Linked DNA regions of Sus scrofa: regions 1 and 3 are each linked to region 2. The links are chromatin contacts, called in public Hi-C and HiChIP or PLAC-seq maps. All regions are on one chromosome and are shown on one strand. The core of a region is the stretch at or near the end of the contact, and the rest is flanking DNA. Distances in the headings are between cores, read along the strand shown.

Region 1 (3,862 bases), core at 1,069-3,568, 310 kb before region 2:
ATACAAAGGGCCAGGATACACAGCCCCTCCTCCAAGAGCCCATGATCCAGTGGAGGAAGGAAAAAACTCTGAATAAATACAACTAAACTCTTGGCTTCAGGTTATTACAAATAAGAAAACAATTACAAACAGATGTACCTGAACTGTAGCTAGCTTACCTTGCCTAAAATCTAACATGACTATTATTTCACTCTAATGTACGAAACAGATGGGACAACTAGAAATCACAATTTTAAAATCTGCTCTTGAGATGTGGGGAATGCAAAAACAACGGGCAGGTTTTTAGACTGGGGCACTAAGGGTACCTTTCCTTCAAAAGGTAAGCATCCTGACTCTTGCTTACCCATGGAACAGAGGTAAAGCTTTTATTTTTACAAAACAAGCGACAGCGCAAGGTCACATTAAGCAGTGACAAACTCAAAACTCACTTGCTTTTACTAAAAGGAGAGATTGCACTGAATCAGGACCTCAGTTCAGCAGGTCCTGCCTGAGGACAGCCGTCTGCAATGAACCATAGCTTGGCACTTCAAACAGACCAAAGTACAACCTATAGAAAAATAGTTATTGTTTTGCTTATAAAGCTTTTATTTTTTTTTCCTTACAGTACTTCTAGTGACTACTCATCAATGCATAGAGGAGTCAACCTATTTTTTACATCAGAATCAGTCTAGCAAAATGTTAAAGCACCAAGAGTAAGAAAGTTATGGGCTGTATTAGTTCATATTAATGACTCAAAATACAGGCCTATTGCTCAAGCAGGAAAAAACCACCAACTCTTATCGAAACTTATTCTTATGACCAGTGAATTGACCCCACTGATTTCCAGCCGTCCAGCCCACAACATAACCTTATCTGATTGCTTATTGCTGGGTTTTAGTAGCTATCACTACACTACACCACTACAGTGTGGCCGGTCTTGTCTTGTTCCTCTTATTTCTAAAATGCTTTTCTATGAAATTCCTCAGGTGAAAGATACAATCCAAATAATACCAGACAATTTGAGTAAGAACACTGAAAACAGGTTATGTTGTGCAGAGAAAATAATTTAATAATATTCCACAAATCTAAGCAAGTTTGTCATCATTCGAGTGGCTAGAGAGCTTGAAGACGCCCGTATTTTCTAAGAAGCGCAATATTACCTGCTTCTTGGAACCCACTATTAAGAAATTATAATGAGACATTCTTAGAGAACTTCAATGTCTCACCCATCCTTAAATTATTGGACGGGAAGGGTGATAAGAATCAAAGGCAGGAAGAACTATGAACCCAGAGAGAAAGAGCTGCACGTGGAGTCTGAAAGCAGACTGGAAGCATGGAAGCAGGGCTGGGAATTCGAGGGCGTTTGAGAACTGGCTGGAGAGTGAGGGAAGACGGCGATCGGTTTTATCGCAGAACTCTGGGCGGAAATAAGGGGACTGGGAGAGAAAAGGGGGACTGAGCATCAGCAGAATACAGGGTCTGAGACTTGGCTGAGACCGTGTACTGAGGAAGGTGCGGGGGAATTGGAAGCAGTCAGGGGCCTAAAGAGGGTGTTCCGGGCTGCAGGCCCAGGAAACCGGGAGAGGGCAAGAGGCATTGGCGCTGGGAACTAGTCTTATGGGGGATGGGGGAGGGGGTTCGTGCTAAGATGAAACTTGAGCGCTGGGTGAGGAGTGGGGCGTGGAGTGGGCACGAGCATGTGTCCAGGGACTGGGAACGGGGCTTTGGAGACAAGGGTGTAAAAGGAGATTGGTAAACATAGGGAGTGAGGGAGGAATGCAGAAACGCAATTGGGTTGGGAGGGAAAGGTATGGGGTGTCTTGGGGCAGAAGAAGGGGATGCTGAGCAATAAGTGGGGGCTGAAAAGGAGGTGCAGAATATGGGTCGCGGGCTGCACAGAAGCGTCGCGGTTTGCGCAAAGCGGACAGGCGCATGGGACTGGGAAGGGGCCGCAGCGGGGTGAGAGACAGAAGGCGGGCGGCCGGGGAGAGGCGGTCACTGGGAGCTGTCCCACCGTACCAGGCTGCGTAGATTGTCCTCCTGAGACTGGACGGTGAGCGCGGCGGTCCCGGTCAGTACCCGGCGAGTAAAGTCGACGCTGCAGCGCAGGTGAAGGTGTGTAGTCCGGCAGATGGACGCCGGGGAGGCCAAGGAGCACGTATCCACTACCTCCGGCATGGCTGTGGGGAGTCCCGCCGCACGCGATGCGCACCCGACACTCTGCTGCCAGAGAGACTACTCGACTGAGAACGAGGAAAAGAGGGAGAGAGGCAAGGCAGAGGAGGAGGGATTCGTGGCGCCAGCCGGGAAGGGAAGTTTCTTGAAGTCAGAGAAGAGTGGGGTACGGCATGGATGGAACTACACGTCCCATGGTGCAGTGCGACAAGGAGTGCGCTTTGCTCCCTGGGAGTGTGTGTGCGCGCGCGGAGGGGTGCTGAAGTGGCTCGATATTGCTCCCCGAGGGGAAGGAGGAGGAAGAGGAGAGGGTGAGAGTTAGATGAAAGATGGGCCGATGGAGCTGAGTAAGCTGAGAGATGAAACTGAGAGCCTCCATTTTAGTTCCATTCAGTTTCGGTGGAAGTTACAAGAACAGTAGAATGTCGATTCTGTATATAATGGCTGGGCGGGGCAAAAAGGGATAAGAAGTCTGTTAGAAAGTTGACTCCCGTGCAATTCCTCGTTAGTATAGTGGTGAGTATCCCCGCCTGTCACGCGGGAGACCGGGGTTCGATTCCCCGACGGGGAGGCACAAGAAGCCTTTTTCTTCCTTACGGACGGAAATGTTCATAGATTTAAAGAGCAAATGTGAAAGGAACAGTCAAATTGACTGTCAGATTTATACTTTAAAGCTGTTTTGTTGGTGCTATGCCGTGTTGGCAACCCAGTGCAAGTGAACTCAGTTCTGTCAATTCAACACCCAATGCCCTGGTTCTTATGTACATTTCCAGATCTGAAGGAATAAGCCACATTCCCATCTTAGAAACTTAGATGTTCTGTAGTGAGACAGTTCTATGATATGAGCGTGCAGTGGCTACAGGGGAATGCAGAGCTGGGACATCCTGGAGGTGAGGAAGGATCGAAGCGTAACTTGCCTAAAGAAAATGAGACCTAAGAGTTGAAACTGGGACAACTGGAAAAGGAGCCATCTCAAAGGACCTAAACAGCTGGACCTTTACTCCTGAATGCATGGCTGGGGAACTGACTCATTGAAGAATTTTCAGCAGAGGAGCGACATGGTCAGATTCCTGTTATCAAAGGAACACTGGTAGTCTTCAGAGCATTCAGAGAAAGGCAACAAAACCAGAGTGTGAAGAGTTAGGAAACTGCTGTTACATAGTCTAGGAAGAAGATGCCAGGGGGCTGACACCGGTAAGTCATAAGTAAGGAGAGAGAGGAAAGAATGGAAAGAATACTTGAGAGAAGTGGTTTCCCAGATTAAGAAGGAGCCTAAGGTGGTTTCTCAGATTCTTCGCTTCAGTCGTCGGATGATCATTAACCAGAGATGGAGACAACATTAAGAGAACAGACTTAAGTAGGAAAAGTTTAATCTGGGACAAACGGAGTTTGAAAGTGTATGGGACTCGGAGCGGAGCTGTCCATGAGACGCTTGGGAAGTTTTACGTTTGTAGCTCTGGGGATGTTTCCGGCAGGTATGAGAGTATCGCATAATGTGATGGACGAAACTCTGGCTGTGGGTTAGCTCAGCCCAAGGAGAGTGGGTAAAAAGAGCAGTGAAACAGGTTGGAAACTGGAAGAACACCAGAATTTAAGAGACAAAGTTTGAAGGCGGGGAGGCACCCTCTCACAAGGTATATGTACCCCAAATCTTCATGATGCACATTTTAAATATCTTAACATTTTATTTCTCAGTGTTACCTCATTA
Region 2 (4,014 bases), core at 271-2,770:
CTTAAAATCCCATTCATTTTCTTCTGTCCAAAGATAAAATAAGTCTAAAATACAGTGACTCAGATTTGTTACTTTGACCTTCTTACACAAGTGCCTTTTAAAAGAAATCCTTCAACAAAAACTCAAGAAATAATCACCAAAGTTTGAGGAAAGAATTATCTAAGTCAAGCATTTCCTGATAAATGACAGGTCTAGCGGCTGCCAGGGATACACACACTGCTGACCCTAGGAAGAGCCAAAACTCAAAACAAAAGTTGCCACTTCTGTATCTAAAAAAATCATTTGGCTAATAAGAGGTGATAATCCGTGACTAACGACGTGTCTTTGGTGGACACATTAATAAAAAGGAGGAGCGCCATGCATTTGAGCTAAACGCTTTTGCCATTTTCGCAGAAGAAAAGCTAATTGTTAATGGCCATGTGACATTATAAGATCCCAGAAAGGAAAGGGTGGGAGGAAGAGAGAGGAGTTCAAGGCAGTTCAGGGTCAGAACAAGCTCAGGCATCCTGTCATTAGCAAACGTTCCCCAAGCTGAAGGCAAAAGACTGCTTACTCGAAAAGGAGTGGGTGAGAAGTAGGGGGAGAACGAGGGGAAAACCACTGGCGACTCAATGTGGCAGGGAGGGGGTGATGCGCGGGAGAGAGTGTGGAGCTATCCAGCCGAGTCGGGGAGCAAAATCATCCCGCACAAAAACCCTGAGACAAGCAACTGCGGCGGAGATGACAATACTTGGCAGCCCCCCACCTGCCCCTCCCCGTCGGTTCTGGGGGTTTCCGACATCCCCTCCGCCTCTGCTCTTGACCGGCGCTCAGGGGTGTGACCCGCCAGCGGGAGGCTGCGCGGATCTTTGTCTCGGCCCGCTCCCCACGCGAGGGCTCCTCCTCCCCTCGCTCCCCACCCGCGCACACCCCCGGCGTCTCCAAGGAGCTGGAAACGCGGCCGCCGCCGCCGCCGCCGCCGCCTCGCCCACCTCCCGCGGACCTGAGCCCCTTCCTGCCCCTCGGGGCTGAGCCTCCCGTTCCCGCAGCTCCACCCCCGCCGAGGGGACCTTTATGCCGCGGGGGACTTTCTGCCTCTTCCCTTCCAGGGCCTCGCGGGGAGACCGGCCTCCCCCGGAGACCGAAGCGCCAGCAAGCACCGGAGGCGGAGGCGGCGGCGGCGGCCGGAGGCGCCTCCCGCAGAGGAGCCCGAGAGTCAGACACCCACACCTCACCCCACTGCCGGAAACGCCCGGGCGAGGGCGACAGGCACAAGCCACCCCCCTGCGACCCACCCACCTCTCTCAACTTCCCCGCGGGGCCTGAGCCCCCCGCGTCCCCACCAGCCGCCGGCCCAGGCCCGGGTCTCGGGCACGCTCCGGCCCCTCTCAGCCCCAGGTCGGCGGGTCAGGGGGGAAAGCCCCGCGCCACCGCCGGCCGCCAACTCACCAGCAAGTGCGGGGGCCGCGTCCTGAGACCAGGCGAGGCGAGGCGGGGTGCAGGCGGAAAGCAGCTCGGCCGACACCCGCGGCGACCGGATGCAGGTCCGGGTCCCAGCGGCCGGCAGACCCGAGGCGCCTCCGAGGCGCAGGCCTCCGCAGCAGCCGCCGCCTTCCAGCTCAAGCCGAGGGTCCGGAGCCTCCAGGAGGGGCCGCGGGTCCCTCACGCGTTGCCAAGCCCCCCGGACAACATGGCTCCCGAGCCGCCGGGCCGCGCGGGCCGCCCACTAATCCCCGCGGAGGAGCGCAGCCGGAGCCAGGCGGCCTGGGAAGCGCCGACGCCCGGCTGAGGCTGCCCGGCCGGACGCGGGCTCCTTCTTCCCCGGGGCCGGACCGTGAGGAGCTGAGGAGACGGCGGGCGGCCGCTCTCGCTCGCTGCGTGTGCGTCGCTTTCTCACTCGGCGGCTGCGGATTGACGCCTCCGCCTGTCCCCCGGGGGGAGAGCGAGCGAACAAGAAAAAAGACTTTTATTGAAACGATCCAACCAGCAGCGGCAGAGAAAGGCGACCGGCCGCGGGAGCTTCCCCCACCTCCGCCCGAGCCGCTTGCCGCGGGCAGCGCGACCCCTGCCGGCGGCGGCGGCGACGGCGGCGGAGGGGGCGGGGCCTCGAGGGCGGGGCGGGGTATCCCCGGGAAACCCCCCACCCCGAGGTGGGGCCTGGGTCTGGAGCCCCGAGCCCCGGGCCTCGGGGCGGCTGGAGGGGGTGGGAGGGGTGGGGAGACCCCACGTAGGTGAGAAGGTTAGGCACTGCCTGTCCACCGCGACTGGAGGAGAAATTATCTGAATAATCCCCCCCTTCATCTTCCACCCCCCAACAAAACAAAAACTGCTGCTGACATTATCCAAGTAATTATGTAATTGAGAGACCGTGGCCACGGTTCTCTGTTGGTTCTCTAGAGAGCTGGTGTCAAAGGACCTGCACTTGAGCTTGATTGCTGCAACTTTTCTCCTTTATTGTGGTTAGGTGAGGGGGTGGGTACCAGGGCAGCAGTCCCTCACACAGGCGGCATTTATTCATTTAAATTACCAACTTCTTTTTCTTATATTCGCGGCAATATACTAGGTCCTCAAAGCACGGAGCGTCTCTCTGGGGTGAAAGGTACTCCATAAACAGTTATACAAATCCGAGCTTTGAGAAGGGCAATGGAAGGTGCTCTGAGAACAGAAAGGAAGTACTGTTGCAGAGTTGGTTAGGTTGTGTTTTCTTGGAGGAGGGGAGCGGTGGAGAGGTTGGCCCAGTTTCTGTAAGTGTCTTTACTTTCTTCTTTCCCAGAGGCTAACAGCTAGTTCAGGAATGAACAGCAGAGTGAAAGTGAAGACAAACTGAAGTAATACTGACCCACATTTTTCCCACTAAGAAGGATAAAGGCAGAGTAAACACAAACAGAAACCCCTAGAGGGAGATAATGAGAGGATTGAAAAAGAATGGAGACCGGATGTAGACAAGCTAAACAAGAAAAAAAATTAAAACCACATAAAAGGCCTGGTGAAGTGAGATATAAATATTTGTCTACTGTAATACCCAGAAATAGACTTAATACATTTTTAATGCAATTTCAATCACATTATGTCCTAAGGACTTTTGACAATTATCTTCCTGGAGTCTTGGGTGAATCCTTTCTCCCTAAAAAGAATGCCTGACGACTTCTTTTATTTTGCTGGACCAAGTTGAGTGTATCTACTGTAATATCCAACAATCATACATTTCAGTCAGATTTCTCCATACCTCTAAAATTACTAGAGTCCATAAATCAACGTTTATGCTCTGAACATATTTAACACGTGCTTATCATAAATGAATTCAAATATATAACAAGCTTTCCTTTAGAATAAGTGGACTTAAAAAAAAACTTTAGTTGATGCTTTTTAGATTTATCCAAGTCAAAGAACTCTGTAACATGGCAAGAAACAGCATCGTTTAGAGATCTTCTAAAGTTGGAAAGACAGAAAAGTTGATATTTACAAAAGATGTACTTATATGCCAAGTATTTTTCACATACCTGCCTTATTTTTTTAAAAAAATCACGTCTTTTTTTTGGTCCCTTAGTAATATTAAAAGTCATGATAAAAGTGAGTTTACAAAAATGGCATCCTGAGTTTCCCATCAATAATTCCTCCTTCTGTCATTATTGGAATGATTCCTTATTCCACTGGAAATCAAGATTGTTCTAATTGCCCCATCTAAAGTTGCTAAAGAGCACCTTTGCCTCTTCCTACATCTTTTATTACTGTAATAAAGATTTAATAATTAGAACTTAAATGAGATTGTATCCATTTTTTTCCCATCAAAAAAAATTCACTGGCCGTTCCTAATGTGCCAGGCACTGTTCTAGGCGCTGAAGATACAGAAGTGAACAAGACCGAAGAGGTATGGAACTGTTTTCTGATGGTAGCAACAAGAAATAAACAAGTAACTTATTTAAGGAATTCATCACTCATAATCATGAGAAATACAATGAAGAAAATGAAGCAGTAATGGAAAAGAAATTGAGGGAAGGGACAGGAGCTGGATGCTGAGGTCAGGAAAGGCTTGAT
Region 3 (3,815 bases), core at 363-2,862, 440 kb after region 2:
TTAGTTGTCTTTTCTTTCCCTTATTTTCCCTTATTCTTCCTGCCCCACTGCTCACATGCTCATACATTGTTTCCTTTTCTTTAATCGTTTTTTTTTGGCCACACCCATGGAGTATATAAGTTCCTGAGCCAGAGATCCAACCCAAGACATAGCAGTGAGCCAAGCTGCTGCAGTGACAATGCCGGATCCTTAACCTACTGCACCACAAGAGAACTCCTCTTACTTTATTTTTTTATTTCCCGACTTTTTGGCCCCCATCCCTGTCAAAATTGCTTTTATAACCTCAAGAACTGTAATCTATACAATTAAGGAAGTTGCTACTTGCCTTAATTTCTTGTTTTGAGGCTCCCCATCAATCTTAACAACTTTTCTGTTCTGAAAAGAATTTCTGCTCTATACTTATTAGAGTTTTCCAGTTATTTGCAATATTGGTGCAAGTAACTGGGGTTTATGTACCTAGTTCAGAAAAGTGCTCCGAGTATGTACTTGTGCTGAAAGAATAACAACAGTTAGGAGACATGCCATATACATAAAAATATATATAATAAGTATATATAACATCTATATAAGTATGTATAACATATATATGTGTATATGTATGTGTGTTTGTGTGTGTGTATATATATATTATGGCCACACCTTCGGTATATGGAAGTTCCCAGGTTAGGGATCTAATCAGAGCTGCAGCTGCTGCCTATGCCACAGCCTCCAGCATCACCTGACCTCAGCTGCATCTGGGACCTAGCTGCAGCTTACAGCAAGGCAGGATCCTGAAACCACTGAGTGAGGCCAAGGATGGAACCTGCATTTTCACAGAGAGGAGGTAACCTGCTGAGCTGTTTAACAACAGGAACTCCAGAAATGCCCTATATTTTTACAAAGATTCTCAGCAAAAATTGTCAAAAAAAAAAAAAAAAAAAAAAAAGCGCACAGGTAGAAGCGGCATGTGGGCATATGAAAGCTTAATTCACCTCCTCCTTTTTCCACTCTGAGAAGCATCTCCTTCAAAAGAATTCCCAACCAGATGGTGTTTGATGTTCCTGACCCCGCAGCATGATTCAGAAAAAAGATCGTAGGTTTTGAAGTCGAATAGCTCGCTTATGCTTTCCGTTATTTCTTAGCTTTTTTAGCATGTCTCTTGGTTTGTAAATTGCTTTGGGTATCATCAGCTCTCCCAGGTTTCCTCTTTAGCGAAGCCTTTCCCAAACCCACATCCATGTTCGTTTCCCTTTCATGCATCTGGTACGCAATTCAGTTTTCGCTTTTCACTTAAGTGTGAATTACTTATGAACGTCTGCTGGGCCAGGGACCACGAGAGTTGACTGTACCCCAGTATTCCCAGGCTAAACTCATCACTGTGCACCCACCCAGAGGCTAACGAAGGCCTTGGCACACAGTAGGCAGTCAGTGAACAAATGGATGATAAAGGGCAGCAGCGGCCCGGCCCCAGTTCCTTCGCTGGGGCGTGGAGGGAAGGAGGCCGGCAATTACCGCCCAGCGGTTAGGGTCAAGACCCCCATCAAGCCCCAGCACCGCCCTAGGCCCAGCCCCTAGCCCGGGCTCCGCCCGCCTGCCGGAGCCACCGCTTCGGGCGGTGCCTCTCCCGGTGACGCCAGGCGGGGGCGGGACTTCCGGCCGCCGAAGTTTAACACTCCAGGCGGGAGCCGGAAGCCCAGCGCCGGAGCGGGCCGGTCCGATGCCCCCGGTCTACGGCGGCTGAGAGGTGAGGTTCGGAGGGCCGGGGGCAGTGGGCCGTCGCCCGCCACGTACTTGCTGTCTCTTGGCCCCTGACCACCCTCCGGCACCGCAGGGGGCGGGTCGGAGGTCCCTGGGCCCCCAGAGCCCCGGCCGGCCGGGCGCTCGGGACGTTTGCGGGGCAGGGGCGCGGCGGTGCGTTTGGCGCGGAAGTGCCCGGGAGCCGCGGGCCGGGGTCGTGCACCCCCGCCTGTGACAGCCTCGGATCGAGCCCGAGAGGTGGCCCGGCTTCACGGGAGCAGGTTGTTGGCAGCTCTGGGGTCTGCGCTGCCTCTGGAAAGTTTGCCGTTTGCCCACAGTCCCGCTTCCTTTTTGTAAATCTCTCAAATCCGACTCTTTTAGCCGGCGCTTGAATGCATTTTACAAGATAACCCCAGCTGAGCAACACTCCTGCAAGTAAAGTGCCTTTTGGGTGAATGAAAGTTGGAGAACTTTTATTTGTTTAAGCTAGGTGTCGTAGTGGAATTGTTTCTTGTAACCGTGCTCCCCAGATCTGGGGCTGGCGGGCTCTTACCGCCTTGTGTCCTGACAGCTCACTTTTGATGGGCGCCTTTTCCAGAGGCTGATGTAATGCCCCTCCCTTAAATGTGTCTGTTCTGGGAAGGTGGAGGTTGGTGGGTCAGTGGTCCCCTTCCCAACAGACATTGGGTGACTTGGCCAAAGTGACTAACTCTGGACACATCCTCTGTGCCCAGGCTACAGGGATCTTTCCGCTACTCCACAACTGCTCCACAGGAATGATCTAAGATTGTAGTAAAGACGTTTTTCAGTGGTGTTTCCTGGATGTACAGATGCTTTTCCAGCACTAAATTGTTGTTGAGTAGGAAATGGAAAGGACACGTTACCACATGTTAAGGCACCAAATCCAAACACTGTCTACATTTCAACAGATGACTAGCGGCTTTTAGTAGAATGGTATTTACGTGATGAGTGAAGCATAATGAATCACATAAGTGACTTTTCTAGTTAACAAAACTTTTAGCCTCTCTTCTTTTGTCTTTTTACTTTTTCTAGGGCCGCTCCCGGGACATATGGAGGTTCCCAGGGTAGGGGGTGGAATCGGAGCTGTAGCCACCAGCCTGTGCCACAGCCACGGCAACGCAGGATCTGAGCCGTGTCTACAACCCGCACCACAGCTCACGGCAACGCCGGATCCCCAACCCACTGAGCAAGGCCAGGGATCAAACCCACAACCCCATGGTCCTTAGTCGGATTCGTTAACCACTGCGCCACGACGGGGACTCCAAAACTTGTAGCCTCTTTATAAACACATTCTTGGGAATGAAAGGGCCTGTGATTTATTATGCCTTTAACTTCGCCTCTGAAATTGAGGATACTCATCAATGTGATGTTTTGTTGATGACTTGGGACCCTGTCTGTGACATCACGTACACTTAGCTGCACGCTCGCACTGTCCGTACCAGGAATTCTTAATTGCTTTTAAAATCTGTTGTTTTAGGAGTTCCCTTCGTGGCTCAGTGGTTAATGAACCGAACCAGGATCCATGAGGACTTGGGTTCAATCCCTGGCCTCGATCAGTGGGTTAAGGATCCGGCGTTGCCTTGGGCTGTGGTGTAGGTTGCAGATGGGGCTTGGATCCCGAGTTGCTGTGGCTGTGGTGTAGGCTGGCAGCTGTGGCTCCCATTAGACCCCTAGCCTGGGAACTTCCATATGCTGCAGTGCAGCCCTAAAACAAAACAAAACAAAATAAATAAATAAATAAATAAAAATTAAAAAACGTAAAATCTGTTGTTTTAAACTGTAGGTGCAGTCATGCAGGAAAACCTCAGATTTGCTTCATCAGGAGATGATGTTAAAATATGGGATGCTTCATCTATGACACTGGTGGATAAATTCAACCCACACACATCACCACATGGAATCAGCTCAGTGTGTTGGAGCAGCAATAGTATCCTTTTCTTTTTTAAACAACCAGTTTTTGCTAGTTTAAATAACCACTATCAATGAAACTTTTGCATGTGACCCATAAAGAGAAACATTTGGCATAGCTGTGAAAGATAAAGTGAAATAGGAATTTAATGCACAGTATATCATATGAA

Evidence for each region. Hi-C and Micro-C count contacts between places; a contact is called where the count stands out from the background. HiChIP or PLAC-seq counts read pairs in DNA pulled down with a chosen protein or histone mark.
Region 1: an H3K27ac HiChIP or PLAC-seq map of alveolar macrophages shows a contact between it and region 2. The contact joins the promoter of LTA4H here to the promoter of CDK17 in region 2. A contact is called at or near these places in 1 of 5 promoter capture datasets (liver) and 2 of 2 datasets of contacts at active chromatin or transcription factors (alveolar macrophages and skeletal muscle).
Region 3: a contact with region 2 is called in a Hi-C map of embryonic fibroblasts, with 2.5 times the contacts expected there. The contact joins the promoter of NEDD1 here to the promoter of CDK17 in region 2. A contact is called at or near these places in 2 of 47 Hi-C or Micro-C datasets (embryonic fibroblasts and epiblast stem cells).

What each region holds. Positions count from the first base shown.
Region 1 is chr5:87,485,008-87,488,869 of Sscrofa11.1, reverse strand. LTA4H (leukotriene A4 hydrolase) reads right to left here and starts at 2,318. Exons shown (of 20, transcript NM_001185132.2): 1 at 1,999-2,318. The coding sequence starts at 2,157. It overlaps TRNAD-GUC (a tRNA gene), which reads left to right and starts at 2,654; the gene lies at 2,654-2,725. The region is part of intron 2 of LOC110260790 (a long non-coding RNA gene); the gene reads left to right.
Region 2 is chr5:87,177,638-87,181,651 of Sscrofa11.1, reverse strand. CDK17 (cyclin-dependent kinase 17) reads right to left here and starts at 1,520. Exons shown (of 18, transcript XM_021092731.1): 1 at 1,429-1,520.
Region 3 is chr5:86,735,056-86,738,870 of Sscrofa11.1, reverse strand. It overlaps NEDD1 (protein NEDD1), which reads left to right and starts at 1,612. Exons shown (of 15, transcript XM_021092727.1): 1 at 1,612-1,723; 2 at 3,521-3,664. The coding sequence starts at 3,529.